Linked DNA regions of Sus scrofa: all the other regions are linked to region 2. The links are chromatin contacts, called in public HiChIP or PLAC-seq maps. All regions are on one chromosome and are shown on one strand. The core of a region is the stretch at or near the end of the contact, and the rest is flanking DNA. Distances in the headings are between cores, read along the strand shown.

Evidence for each region. HiChIP or PLAC-seq counts read pairs in DNA pulled down with a chosen protein or histone mark.
Region 1: a contact with region 2 is called in an H3K27ac HiChIP or PLAC-seq map of alveolar macrophages. The contact joins the promoter of IPO13 here to the promoter of KDM4A in region 2. A contact is called at or near these places in 3 of 5 promoter capture datasets (fetal liver and liver) and 2 of 2 datasets of contacts at active chromatin or transcription factors (alveolar macrophages and skeletal muscle).
Region 3: an H3K27ac HiChIP or PLAC-seq map of alveolar macrophages shows a contact between it and region 2. The contact joins the promoter of DPH2 here to the promoter of KDM4A in region 2. A contact is called at or near these places in 3 of 5 promoter capture datasets (fetal liver and liver) and 1 of 2 datasets of contacts at active chromatin or transcription factors (alveolar macrophages).

What each region holds. Positions count from the first base shown.
Region 1 is chr6:167,345,768-167,349,938 of Sscrofa11.1, reverse strand. IPO13 (importin-13) reads left to right here and starts at 2,134. Exons shown (of 19, transcript XR_298727.3): 1 at 2,134-2,969.
Region 2 is chr6:167,640,966-167,645,011 of Sscrofa11.1, reverse strand. It overlaps KDM4A (lysine-specific demethylase 4A), which reads left to right and starts at 2,631. Exons shown (of 22, transcript XM_021096835.1): 1 at 2,631-2,782.
Region 3 is chr6:167,325,231-167,329,184 of Sscrofa11.1, reverse strand. It overlaps DPH2 (2-(3-amino-3-carboxypropyl)histidine synthase subunit 2), which reads left to right and starts at 1,425. Exons shown (of 6, transcript XM_021096833.1): 1 at 1,425-3,903. The coding sequence starts at 3,757. IPO13 (importin-13) reads left to right here. Exons shown (of 19, transcript XR_298727.3): 15 at 402-468; 16 at 556-614; 17 at 768-857; 18 at 1,150-1,331; 19 at 1,425-1,598.

The DNA.
Region 1 (4,171 bases), core at 885-3,384, 290 kb after region 2:
GTCATGGATTGTGGTTTCAGGTGACCAACAGAGAAGCTCCCTCTCCTGAAAGGCTCTCTCTTCAATTTGGGGACCCCTCCCAGTGTTGCCACGGGTTCCGGCCCCTATATGTCCTACTCTTATCCTTCAGAGGAGAGACAAACCCATCTGTAAGTAGCTCAAAAAGATTCATTTCCCAATTGGCTCTAAGCTCTCCTGGATTCCCACCCACATCTCCTGGAAGCCCCTTTGGACTGGTACCCAGAAATGCCCCCAACTCTGCCCCAGGCTCACTCCATCCGTCTGTCCCAGGCGGTTTTATAAAGTCTGTTCTGGAGCCATTGTTAGTGAGACTTGGCTTCTTTCTCTGCCATGGGGACCCCCAGGCACCAGAAAGAAGCCATGGATTGGAAGCAAGAAGAAAATTCACACTGACCAAGATGCAGCCTCTAGACTGCACTCTAGTCATATACCCTCTCAGTTTGTCCTTCCCTGGAGGAATTACTGTCCTCATTTTTTTTTTTTTTTTTAAGTGAGTTCCAAAAAAGTCAAGGTCTTATGGCTAGAAAGTGGCAGAGACAGGTTTTGAACACAGACCTAAGTCCAGAATCTGTGCTCTTGATCCTTCCCCCTTCCACACCTTCCACAATGAAATCTCAGGCTCGGGACCAAGGCATTTCACAGCCCTGTGCACAGACCTGGAATCAGCTCCCTTAGGCTGGCTTCCTGCTTCATCCTTCCAAACACCCCAGCCTCTACCCCTTCCTCCTTCAATGTATCCTACGTAGGACAGAGAGAGGCTAAAATGCAAATCCAGTCATCACTGCCCACTTGAAACCCCATCGTGGTTTCATACTGCACTGAGGATAAGGTCTAAATTCCTTCAAGAGACTACTGTTCCCAACTTGTCTTTCCAACCTCATCTCTGTTACTCATCCCCCTCCTTCCTCCCGGCCCCCATTCCCTCTTAAAGTGAACACAAACTATCTGTACGTCAAGCATTTTCTTGTTAAAGGTTTGTCGAATGACTAGATCCCCACCGGACTCTGCTTAACAGCTCATCAAGCCTCCCTCCTCCCCAGTCTTGCTGTTCTTCAAACTCAGAGCCAGTTTCTGGACTTTCTCAGGGAGGCCTTCACCCACCTTCTCAGGCCTCAGTCCTATGGCCCGCTTCCTCCACTGAGCACAAGCGCAGGGAGAGGTCTTTTCCCGTTCGATTACTTCCTTTCCCTGGCAAGCGTTAAGAAAAGGTCAAGCGGAGGGTAAGGGGCAGGGACTGCTGGGTCTGCCTGCAGCCAGTCAGATGTGGGGCTGGTCTCGGCTACCCGAGTTGTGTGCCCAGGGACGAGGTAAGCGCGACCCTCTCCAACTTTGGCTTCCTCCCCGGAAAACAATGAATGAAAATTACCCACCACGGAGGTGCTGAGAGAGGTGGACCTTAGATATGCAAAGCACTGATGCTAGCACTTCAATGGGAACTATTCTTACTTTAATCACTCAGAAACAGAAGTTGCTCCCAAGAACCCTAGGAAATTCTCCGAGCACTGTCCATGGTACGCGGTTTCCCAGTTGCTCGATGGGTGGCCCCGAGAGCCACCCTTTTTTACTACGGAGGCGTGCCAAGTTTCGTTTCTTCTCAGGGTGGTGCGGAAGCCGTCTTCCCAGACGGCCCCTCTCCGGGCCCCAGGTGGTGCCCGCGGCGGAGCACCAGAGTGACCGGGGTCCCCTGTATTCCTCTCCCCAACACACACCTTATCCTCCAGCCTGGGTTCCCAGCGCCATCCATCAACCCGTTGAGTCACAGCCGTCTAGGGAGCCCTCCCGCAGCGCCGCCCGCCGGTCCGACCGGGAGCGCTGGAAGCCGCGGTAAAACTGGGGTTGGCTGGGCTCCGCCAGCCCCAAGCCCACGTGCTCCCGGCCGCGGCCACCAGGCGCCGCCCTCTCGCTGGGCGCAAAACGGACTACATTTCCCAGGGTGCAAAGCTGCGGGGCCTTTGGCTCGGCGGGGGCCTAGAGCGGCGCGCCGCTCCGTCGCCTGCTCGGGGGCGCGCGTGTTGGCGCGAGGACGGGAGCGGAGACCCGGAATGAGTTGCCGCGCAGTTCCGCCGGGCCGTGCCGGGCTGCGCCGGGCCGGGTCGGGTCAGGGCAGGCGAGCCGGGTCGGGGGGGACGGCGTCTGTGTCGGCGGTGCCGAGGACAGGCGCTCGGGGCAGCCCTCACCTCTCTGAGGTCCCCGCCCCGTCCCGGCCGGGCCGGCTCGCCTGTCAGTCACTGGGGCGGAGGCAGCGGCGGCAGCGGGGCCGGAGCTCGGCGGTGAGAAGAGCGCGGGCCGGGCCGAGCGGAGGGAACCTGCCGCAGCCCCTCAACTCTCCGGACTCTTCGCCCCAGACCTGCGAAGCTGCAGCCCCGCGCTTCGTTGGACGCCTGCGTAACCTGCGAAGGGCTCTTTCCCCCGTGACCCCCCAGCCCCTTGACCTCCTCTTAGGACCCGAGAGCTCACTCAGAAGAGGGTGTTGTGGGTACAGGCCATCGACCCTGTGACCCTTGGCGGGCCGGGGCCTCGGTTTCTCCCAGGCCTCCCTCCCCTGTGACTCTCTCCTCATAGATTCCGGGGACAGAGCCTTGACCTACCACTAGGACCCCTCGCTTGCGAACTCCGCACCGGTGGCTTTCTCCTAGGAGTGCCCCTCCGTGGGTCTTCTCCGAAGGGCACCCCTTTTGGCCTTTGGCAAGCCCCCCGCCCCCCACCGAGGTGGGGAGGCCTCGGCAGCCATGCTCGCCCTGGGTCCCCTGTCACCCCAGCTCTCCCTGGGCACCCAAGCCGGGGTCTAGCAGGGGGGCCAGCAGCCAAGAGGCTGGGGCAGGAGACAGGTCACGGTCCACCTCCCTGCTGGGGAGGGAGCAAAGATGGAGCGGCGGGAGGAGCAGCCGGGGGCTGCAGGGGCTGGAGCGGCACCAGCCTTGGACTTCACTGTGGAGAACGTGGAGAAGGTATGAGGGCCCTGGGGTGGGCACTCCAGTGACAGAGCAGAAGTTCTGGGGACAGACACTAATGCCAGAGCCTAGGCCTGGGCTGGGTGCCCGCTGGGAGGGTGCCTCCAGAGCACCTGGCATTTGCTGTCTTTCTGGGCAGCAGTAGCCTCTCAATAGGCTATTTTTGGCCTTTCTTTGACCTGGGTCCTCTGTGGATACTCTAGGGTCTCGGGATGGCCCCCCCAGGGTGCTCCCCGTGTAGCTCTCCAGCCAGACTGGCTCTCCTCCAGCTCCATGGGAACTGCAGGAGCAGTGCAGTAAGAAATCAGGAACCCAGGAGACCTGCAGCTCAGTCCTCAGAAACCATGGCGATGCTGAACCCTCCTGGACCTGTTCTGTTGAGCCAAGGGCTCAGAGAATAACCTGGAGCTAAAACGATCTGGATGGTGCTTTCACTCTTCCTTGGGGAAGGGGCCTTCGTTTATTGGACCGAAGCCAGACCACTCCTGGTTGGTCCCCTTTATTTTGCCCAAGGGGCCTGGTCCTGCTGGCAGCTCCAGGGGCCTTCCCTACTCACCTGCCCGCATGGCTTCCTGCCACGGCACTCCCAGGCTCTCCCCACTGCCCAGTCCATCTTTTTTTTTTTTTTTTTTTTTGAACTTCTTTTTTCCTGGGCTCTGCCCCCAGAGGCTTGCCATGCAGACATGCATGTCCCCTGGGATGAATGGGGAGATGGGGCTCCCTTGCTGGAAAGCAGAGAACGGTTGCAGATATTCATTTGTCATTCTCGAGCCCTGTGCGCCATACCAAATGGTGAGGATGCGTCTCTCTGCTTCTGTTCTCCGCCTGCCTCAGCATCCCCGGGGAGCCAGACAAGGGACAGTGGCCATAACGGACTGTCAGAGGTACAGACGGGGCTGAGCCTCCTTGAGTGGAGCCTGCGTTGAGGGGGAGAGGTCTGGTCTCCCTCTTCCACCCCCCCGGGGCTGGGCAGTGTTGGCATGGTGGCGCACTGTTCCATGTGCTACCAGGGAGATAAACGGCTGTTTTCTTACTGTGTGAAGTCCCAGTGGAATGGGGACCCTGGGGGTTTGTCTAATTGAGAGCTCCAGGCGAGGCATTTGCCAGGGCTGCAGGCCAAGACTGCTCTGGCCAGCTTCTTGGACCCTCTCCTGTGCTGTCTGAGGCGTGTTCTCACCCTCCCCTCCCTCCAGTTTGTC
Region 2 (4,046 bases), core at 1,382-3,881:
GCCACAGGTATGGTCCTAAAAAGACAAAAAAAAAAAAAAAAAAGTATACAACTCAACAAAAAATGTGAAATACCAGTGTAATAACCACTGTCTAGATCAATAAATAGAATGTCGATAACACCCCGAAAGTATTCTTTATGCCACCCTGACCCCACCAAAGATAACCCCAACTTGGACTTCTTTCACCATAGATTAACTTTGCTTCAAATATGAACATTTAAGGGGTGGGAAACGAGAGATGAGCTTAAAAGGGTGGCTGAGATAAACTGGTCAGAGACCTGGGAGGATGTCAGGAGAACTCGATCTAGTTCCACCTATCATGTGCACACGCCAACTGGAAGCTACTGATACAAAGTAACAGTGATCCTGGAAAACTCTTTTTGGCAGAGGTGAGAAATGTAACATGATCAAATTCAGGAAGCAGTTGGTAGCCACAGCAGTGCCAGCAGCTGTGTCCATGCACAGGACAGTGGAGTCTTGAGAGGCAAGCTACAGCCTCTCATGTTTGGGGAGAGTAGTGGATGAATTCTATGGTATGACTTGGGGTGGTTTTCCTGGTTCCATATACGCCAGGTTGGATTCTTCAGACTCTTCCCAATTTTCTGAGCTACCCAATATAATCTTTTATCAAATATATTACCTTACTAGGTGGTCTTTGGCTGCCCCACAGCATGTGCATGTCCGGGGGCCAGGGGTCAAACCTGAGCCACAGCAATGGCCATGACGGATCCTTAGCCCGCTGAGCCATCAGGGAACCTCTCCCTTTTCTTTCTTGAAACAGAACAAGTTTGTTTTTTTTAAGGAGCGCGTGTGCCCAGCCCCAAGGTCTAAATCAAAATGATCAGGGTATCCAATTAAAAAAATCGCAATTCATTGATGTCCATCTCATCCATTTTGTTCTATATAATACCGCACTTTTTGCCAACACATATTAACTCTCGTCCTTCACAACAATCCTGCCAAGTATTATTATCTTTTTCTTTTTACTGATGGGAAACCCACGCTCCGAGGAATGATTGATTTTTGTTTTGTGTTTGTTTTTGTTTTGTCTTTTTAGGGCCACACCCAAGGCATATGGAAGTTCCCAGGCCAGGGGTCAAATTGGAGCTGCAGCTGCCGGCCACAGGCACAGCAACACCACATCTGAGCCCTGTCTGTGACTTACACCACAGCTCACAGCAACCCTGGATCTTTAACCCACGGAGCAAGGCCAGGGATGGAACCCACGTCCTCATGGATACTAGTTCATTACCCCTGAATCATGACAGGAACTCCAGGGAGTGACTGATTTTGAACACAAATCTGACTCCATAGCTCTTTTTAAAACAATTTTCTTTTTTTTTTTTTTTTTTTGTCTTTTGTTGTTGTTGCTATTTCTTGGGCCGCTCCCGCGGCATATGGAGGTTCCCAGGCTAGGGGTCCAATCGGAGCTGTAGCCCCCGGCCTACACCAGAGCCACAGCAACGCGGGATCCGAGCCGCGTCTGCAACCTACACCACAGCTCACGGCAACGCCGGATCGTTAACCCACTGAGCAAGGGCAGGGACCGAACCCGCAACCTCATGGTTCCTGGTCGGATTCGTTAACCACTGCGCCACGACGGGAACTCCTAAAACAATTTTAATTTAATTTTTTTGGCCACGCCCATGGCATGCAGAATTTCCTGGGCCAGGGATTGAACCCCTGCCATATCAGCCGCAGCTCAAGCCACTGCAGTGATAATGCTGGATCCTTAATCCACTGTGCCGCAAGAGAACTCCAAGATCTGACTCCACAGCTCTTTCTAGTGCACTACAGCACTAGAAAGTAATTTTGTACATCTTTTATGACTCTGGTTGTGGGTCTTCTACTTTTCAGAGTTATGCCTCCTTCCATCACCCATGACAATCTGGGGGCTCCTTAGAGTGACTCACTACCCCTCAGGAACAGTTGCTAATGACTTCCAAGAACCCCCTCACCCTCCAGAAGTGTGTCTAATGACTCCCAGGATCTTCTCCCACCCCAAGAGCTGCTCCTAATGACCCCAAATCCCTGCTCCCCGAGGAGCTGCTTTTTAATGACCCTAAGGACATCCCCCCTCAGGACTCGTCCTAATGACCCTCAGAGTTCCTTTCCCTTTAGGAACTGACTGCTCTTTTCAACGAATGTCCCGGTTTGTGGGCAAACGAGGGGGTTCCCAAGACACGGGACTTTGCGTTTTAAAACTGAGTACCAGGCAAACCGGGGCAGGTCGGTCACTGTATCAGAAACTCCTTGACCTCGGAAGCTGCCCCTCTGGGTCCTCAGTGCACGTTCCCCTCAGACAAGGGTTCTACTCACCCCCAAAAGACTGTCCCCACCCTTGCCTACAATAGCTTCATCATCGCCTTTACCCTGGGCGACCATCTCATTTCTAGGCACTCGCCTCTTGCAATCGAGATTAGCTACGGGCGGCCAGAAGCCTGTCTACGATTGGCCAGCTCGCCAATTCAGCCGAGATGCTCAGTGGCCGCGGTCCCGAGTGGTACAGCGTTTCCTCCTGGCAACAGCGCTAGCCAGCGCTCATAGGCTGAGCAGATTGATTTGCCCGGACTTTGGGGCGGCTACGGCGCGCGCTCATTGGCTGTTTGAAGGCTTATAGAAGCCCTCGGATTGGTTGACTCTGTGGAGCGCTATGCGGCTGCGCAGAGGCCGACTTTAGAGAAGGCGGAGCTTCGTCGTTCGCCGGCTGGAAAAGCAGTGGGATCGGCTAGTGGCGACAGCAGAGGCCGGGCCTTAGCCCTGCCGGGGCGGCGGGCTTTAAGTAAGAACCACAGGGTTTTTGAATTCTTTCGGTCTGTTGCTGCTGTAGCCGTGACCGTGAGCTTCGGTGGGGGAGGGGCGGAGGGTGGCCTTCAGCGGCGAGTGATAGGCATGGTTCTCGGCCATTGGGAGCAGGAGCTTCTGAAATGGGTCCTGAGATTGGCTCTTTCCAATCTCTCACGGCCAATGGACTTCGGGAAGGGTGGGCGGGTCTACTGGGCCTTATTTTCTTCTTCCTGCGGCCGGGCCTCACTCGCCTAGGCGGCGGGGCCGGGAGGGGCTGGGCGTCTGCGAGGTGAGCTTTGGGGACCTTCGGAGCGGGGGACTGCATTGGGAGCGATACTCGCGGGAGCCGCTGCGAAGGGAGGGGGCGGGAGCTTGAGGTGGTTGTTAGCAACAGCTCCCTTTATTGAGTTGATAAGTGCCAGGCCTGGTGCTAAACGTTTCGCTTGCATCATCTGAGTTAATCACGGCAACCCTGCAGGGCAAGGAGGTTGGGATCCCCATTTACTGGAGGGGAAACTGAGACTCGGGCAGCTTACACAGCCGAGGTCACACAGCTAATAACTGGCAGAGACAAGATCTGTATTCAGAGTTTTAACTCCGGGGCCAGTGCTCTCTTCAGCCACTAGGCTTTGTTGCTGGATGGGGGAAGGAGGGTGTCAGGGAACAGGAGCTTTCCCCAGGGAGAAGATTGGGGGAAGGGAATCCTAGGGTAAAAGAAAGGGAATGAGCAATTGAGGTACGGCCGAAGAAATCAGTTATTCAGCAGTTACTGAATGCCTACTCTGTACCCTGCATTGTTCTAGAGTTGTAGGCTTATAAAGATATGTAAGGCCGTGGGGGGCAGTTGAAGCCCCATTAGGGGCTTCCAAGGCTTGGGGCAGGGCCCCGTCACTGTGTTCACATGATTATATGTTTTTGTAAAATTTGCAAAAGGAAGATAACTTGTGTTTTTTAAAAAAGAGGGTCTTCAAAATGGAGTAAGACTTCAGGTTGCTCTACACTTGAATTTGCCCTTGCAAAGGGTTTAGACTAAGTGGAGATTATGATGTAGGCAGCATAGAGTAATGGAAGGAGTACTGGGAGCATATTACATGACTGTGGGCAAATTTCCTGGTATGTAAAACAGGGCTTACAGCATACCTACCATGCAAAGTTTTGGTGAGGTGCATGAAAGTGCCTGGCCAGGAGCACACTTTATTTTTGGTTAGTTGGAAGCCAGAGAGATGCGGGCTCCAGGGCTGGTCTTCTCTCCTTCAGCC
Region 3 (3,954 bases), core at 176-2,675, 310 kb after region 2:
TTCCTGCTGCCCTGTTAACAAACCCATGGGGGCCTCCACTGCCCTTGTGAATCAAAGCAAAGCTACTGCTGGCAACCTGGAGCCTGCAGGAGGTCTGGCTCTGATAGTGGGGGTGGGGTGGGGAGGTGTTTGCTCAGGGGTGACTCGGGACCCAGACTTTCTGCATCGTGACCCCAACCTCCCATTCGCCTGTGCACTCATGTACACATACACGTGCGTAGCATCCCTCGGCCACTCCCCTCCGGACCTGCTGAACTCTGGTCCCCCAGAGACGGCCGGGTGGCTGGTTTTGGCAGCCTCTCCTCGTGGTGTGTAAAGTTGGGGCCTGGGTGGCAGGTGAGTGGGGGGGAATGGTCCTTGGAGCTGGCCGGGGCTGGGCTTACCAGCTCCACATCCTGCAGGCTCTGAAGCGGAAGCCCGACTTGTTCCTGTGTGAACGCCTGGATGTCAAAGCTGTGTTCCAGTGTGGTAAGTGGGGCCAGGGGCCAGGGGGGCCTGGGGCCCCCTTGGGAGGACGCTCGGGCCCCATCTCATGTGTCTCTGCCTCTCTCGCAGCTGTGCTGGCCCTCAAGTTCCCCGAAGCACCTACTGTCAAGGCCTCCTGTGGCTTCTTTGTGAGTCCCACGCCAACCCTTAACCCCCCGCCACCCCTATACCCAGCCTGCCCTGCCCAGGACTCCAGAAGGTCAGGGTGTGGTGTGCTGGTGTCGTCTCCAGGGAGACAGGGGGAAAGAGCGGGGGCTGACGGGCCTCTCCACCCTCTGTAGACAGAGCTGCTGCCTCGCTGCGGGGAGGTAGAACCTGTGGGGAAGGTGGTACAGGAGGACGGCCGCATGCTGCTCATAGCAGTGCTGGAGGTGAGAGGGAGCAAGCGGGGCACGGAGCGGGGTGGGGCGGCCTTCACTGCGGAGGCAGCTGCCCTCCTGGGGAGCTTGAGCCTCTGGCTCCCTAAACTCTCCGGTCCTGTTGGTTCATCAAGCAAATGGCTGAGAGCTGTTAGGCTGCTGTGAGGATCAGCGGGCTCTTAAAAAGCACGCACTGTTAGGTGCATTGGGCTGAGAACCTGTCAGGGGAGTGGGTGCCTGTGGCTGGGCATCCTTCCTGCAGAAAGGCCAAGGCCCTGGTGTGCTGAGAGCCCATCTCCCTCAGGCCATCGGGGGCCAGGCCTCCCGAAGCCTCATGGACTGCTTTGCCGACATCCTATTTGCTCTGAACAAACACTGCTTCAGCCTCCTGAGTGTGTGGATCAAGGAGGCACTTCAGTCACCTGGCTTTCCCTCTGCCCGCCTCAGCCCTGAACAGAAGGACACCTTCAGCCAACAGATTCTTCGGTGAGCAGAGCTGGCAGGGCCTGGGCTTGAGCCGGCGGGGGGCAGAGGAGGCCAGGGTGGATGTGCTAACTTGCTCTCCCTTTGCTCCTTCAGCGAGCGGGTAAACAAGAGGCGAGTGAAGGAGATGGTGAAGGAATTCACACTTCTGTGCCGGGGGCTGCATGGCACAGATTACACAGCTGACTACTGAGGGGCGCCCCCGTCCCGCCCACACTTCCTCCTTTACCGCTCCCAGCCCCCAAAGAGTAAACCTGAGTCCTCACTGCACTGCTGTCTCCGCTTCCTTTCCACTGCCACTACCCCCTAATGGGGTGACCTTGGAAGACCTGGGGGAAGGATGGGGGGATGCTGGAACCCAGGCCTTGGTAGGGAGTGCTGGGGCCAACCTGTAGCTCCTAGGGTGGAAGGGGCACTGCTCTAGTCAAGCTGCCTAGGCGGGAACCATTCCGAGAACTGCCCTGCCCTTCCGGCAGGTGGGGACTGCAGTGGTGTCCAGTTAAGTTCGTCCCATTATTCACGCATGCACACATTGATGTAATCAACAATGCTGAGTACCAAGCCTCTCATTCTGTCTCAACAAAGGCGACCTAGTCTCAAGCTGAGCTGGGGGAATGGGACCCGTGAGGAGGGCTGCATGGAGCAAGTTTCATTTCTGAAGGGAATAGGTGTTTCCTAGGTGGAGGACTTGGGGCTTTGGGCTGGAAGTGAGATGGGGCAGGTCCACTTGGGAGGGAAGAAATGCGGAGTAGCTTTGAATTCCAGGCTGGGTTTCTTGTGCGGGGTTAGGGAAACACCCAAACTTGCCCTTGGTTGAGGAGGAACAGAGAAAGTGGGACTGAGCCTGTGGGGGAGGATGCACGGCAGCCCCCAGAGGAAGAGGAAGGCAGGCCTTAAGCGTTGTCTGCAAAGCGGTAGCTCCCCACCCCTGATACCTGACCAGTACATGATGGGCAGGGCCTGGTCAGGACCAAGGACAGCTCCTGTCCAGCTGCTGCCCTGCTCCCTTAGCAGGGCTCCCTCCCTTTGTGCCCGCAGCCATAGTTCCTTGCTGGCTGCCTCTCAGCTCAGGCACCGAGCCTTCTCTTAAGTTCGATCTCAAGAGCAGGACTGGTTCTCCTCACTCCCAGCCTTGAGCCATGAGCCTCCTTGCAGGTGATGGGAGAACTGGTTATTCCCACATTTGTCTCCCTTTCCTGTTCTTTTCCCAACTTCTGCACCCATGCTCTGTCCCCCGTTCTGCATCCTCATTCAGTCTCTTCCCTCACCAGCCAGCATCAGCCCCTCTTTCATGTCATCCTGAGGTCCGTCTTTCCCGTTTACCCCTCCTCAGACCCATCTTACCTTACTCTTGATTTTTCACTTCTCCTGAGGTATGTGGAGATGTTTCACATACTCTCTGTCCTTTTCTCCCATGACGTAGCACCCAGGTGTCTTCCTCCGCCCTGCGGGGAACAAGTGTAGCATCTATAACTTGGAAGGATGAGGGGTCTGAAGAACAGCTTCTAAAATCAGACCTGGGCTTGGTATCAGTGATGCCGCTGACTGCTGTGTCTTGTTAGACTGGCAGTTAGCGTCTTTGAACCTCAGTTTCCTCATCTGTAAATGGGACAGCTCTTACTCCAAAGACCGGAAACTCTCAGTATGTAGCAGTTGGTGAACCAGGGTTTGGCTGGTTGACAGACTGCTGTGAGGATAATAGCGAATGCTTAGTATATGTGCTGTGTGAAGGACTACTTTTAAGAAATTTTATGTCTAAATTAACTGTACCTAGCAATTCTTTTAGGAGTGCTATCGCTACAATGCCCATTCTGCAGATGAGAAAACAGCTATAAAGACGTAGGATAAGTGTCCCAAGAGTCTCAGTAGTAAATGGCAGAGCACAATATTCGAACCTGGACAGTTGGACACTTAAATTAAAAACCACATAATGCCGCCTCCCAGATGATAGAGTGCACAGGCAGTGCTTCACACTGTAGGCGGACAGGAACTGCTTAAACTAGGGTAGTCATTTTCCGGAGGGTCAGTGTTTCTGAGGGTGCGTGGCGGGCTGAACCGGAAGACCATTGCAAGGGCCTGCGGCCAGGAGAACTACAGCACCCACAATGCCCCGCGCCTTCCGCCGCGGCACTTCCGCTCGGCTTCGGGCTCGGAGGGCACTCATTGGTTCTCCGTGGGAGCCTTGCTGATTTAACGTTGCCATGAGCCCGCCTCAGACACCCGGAAGTGATCTCCCCGGAGGCCCCTGTGCGGCCGAGAAGCGGGGGTTTGGATGGGAGGGGGACTGGCCCGAGGACCGCGGGCGGGCTGGCTCCTCAGCCCCGCTCGCACCCAGCGGCTCTGACGCTGCGAGGGCTGTCTGGGAGGACGCGGGGCCCGGAGCTGGCTGGGAGAGCTCCCGGTTGTCTCCTGCCACCCAGACTGCCCCATGGAGTCCACGTTCAGCAGCCCCGCGGAGGCGGCGCTGCAGCGAGAGGCGGGAGCTGCGGGGCGGCGCACTCCTCTCGGGGACCTGGACCGAGTGTATGAGCTGGATCGAGTCGTCGGATTTGTCAGCGACCTCGGGTGTCACCGGGTGAGGGCCGGTTGAGGAACGGACGGGTCGCCCAGAGGATGGGGTCTTGGG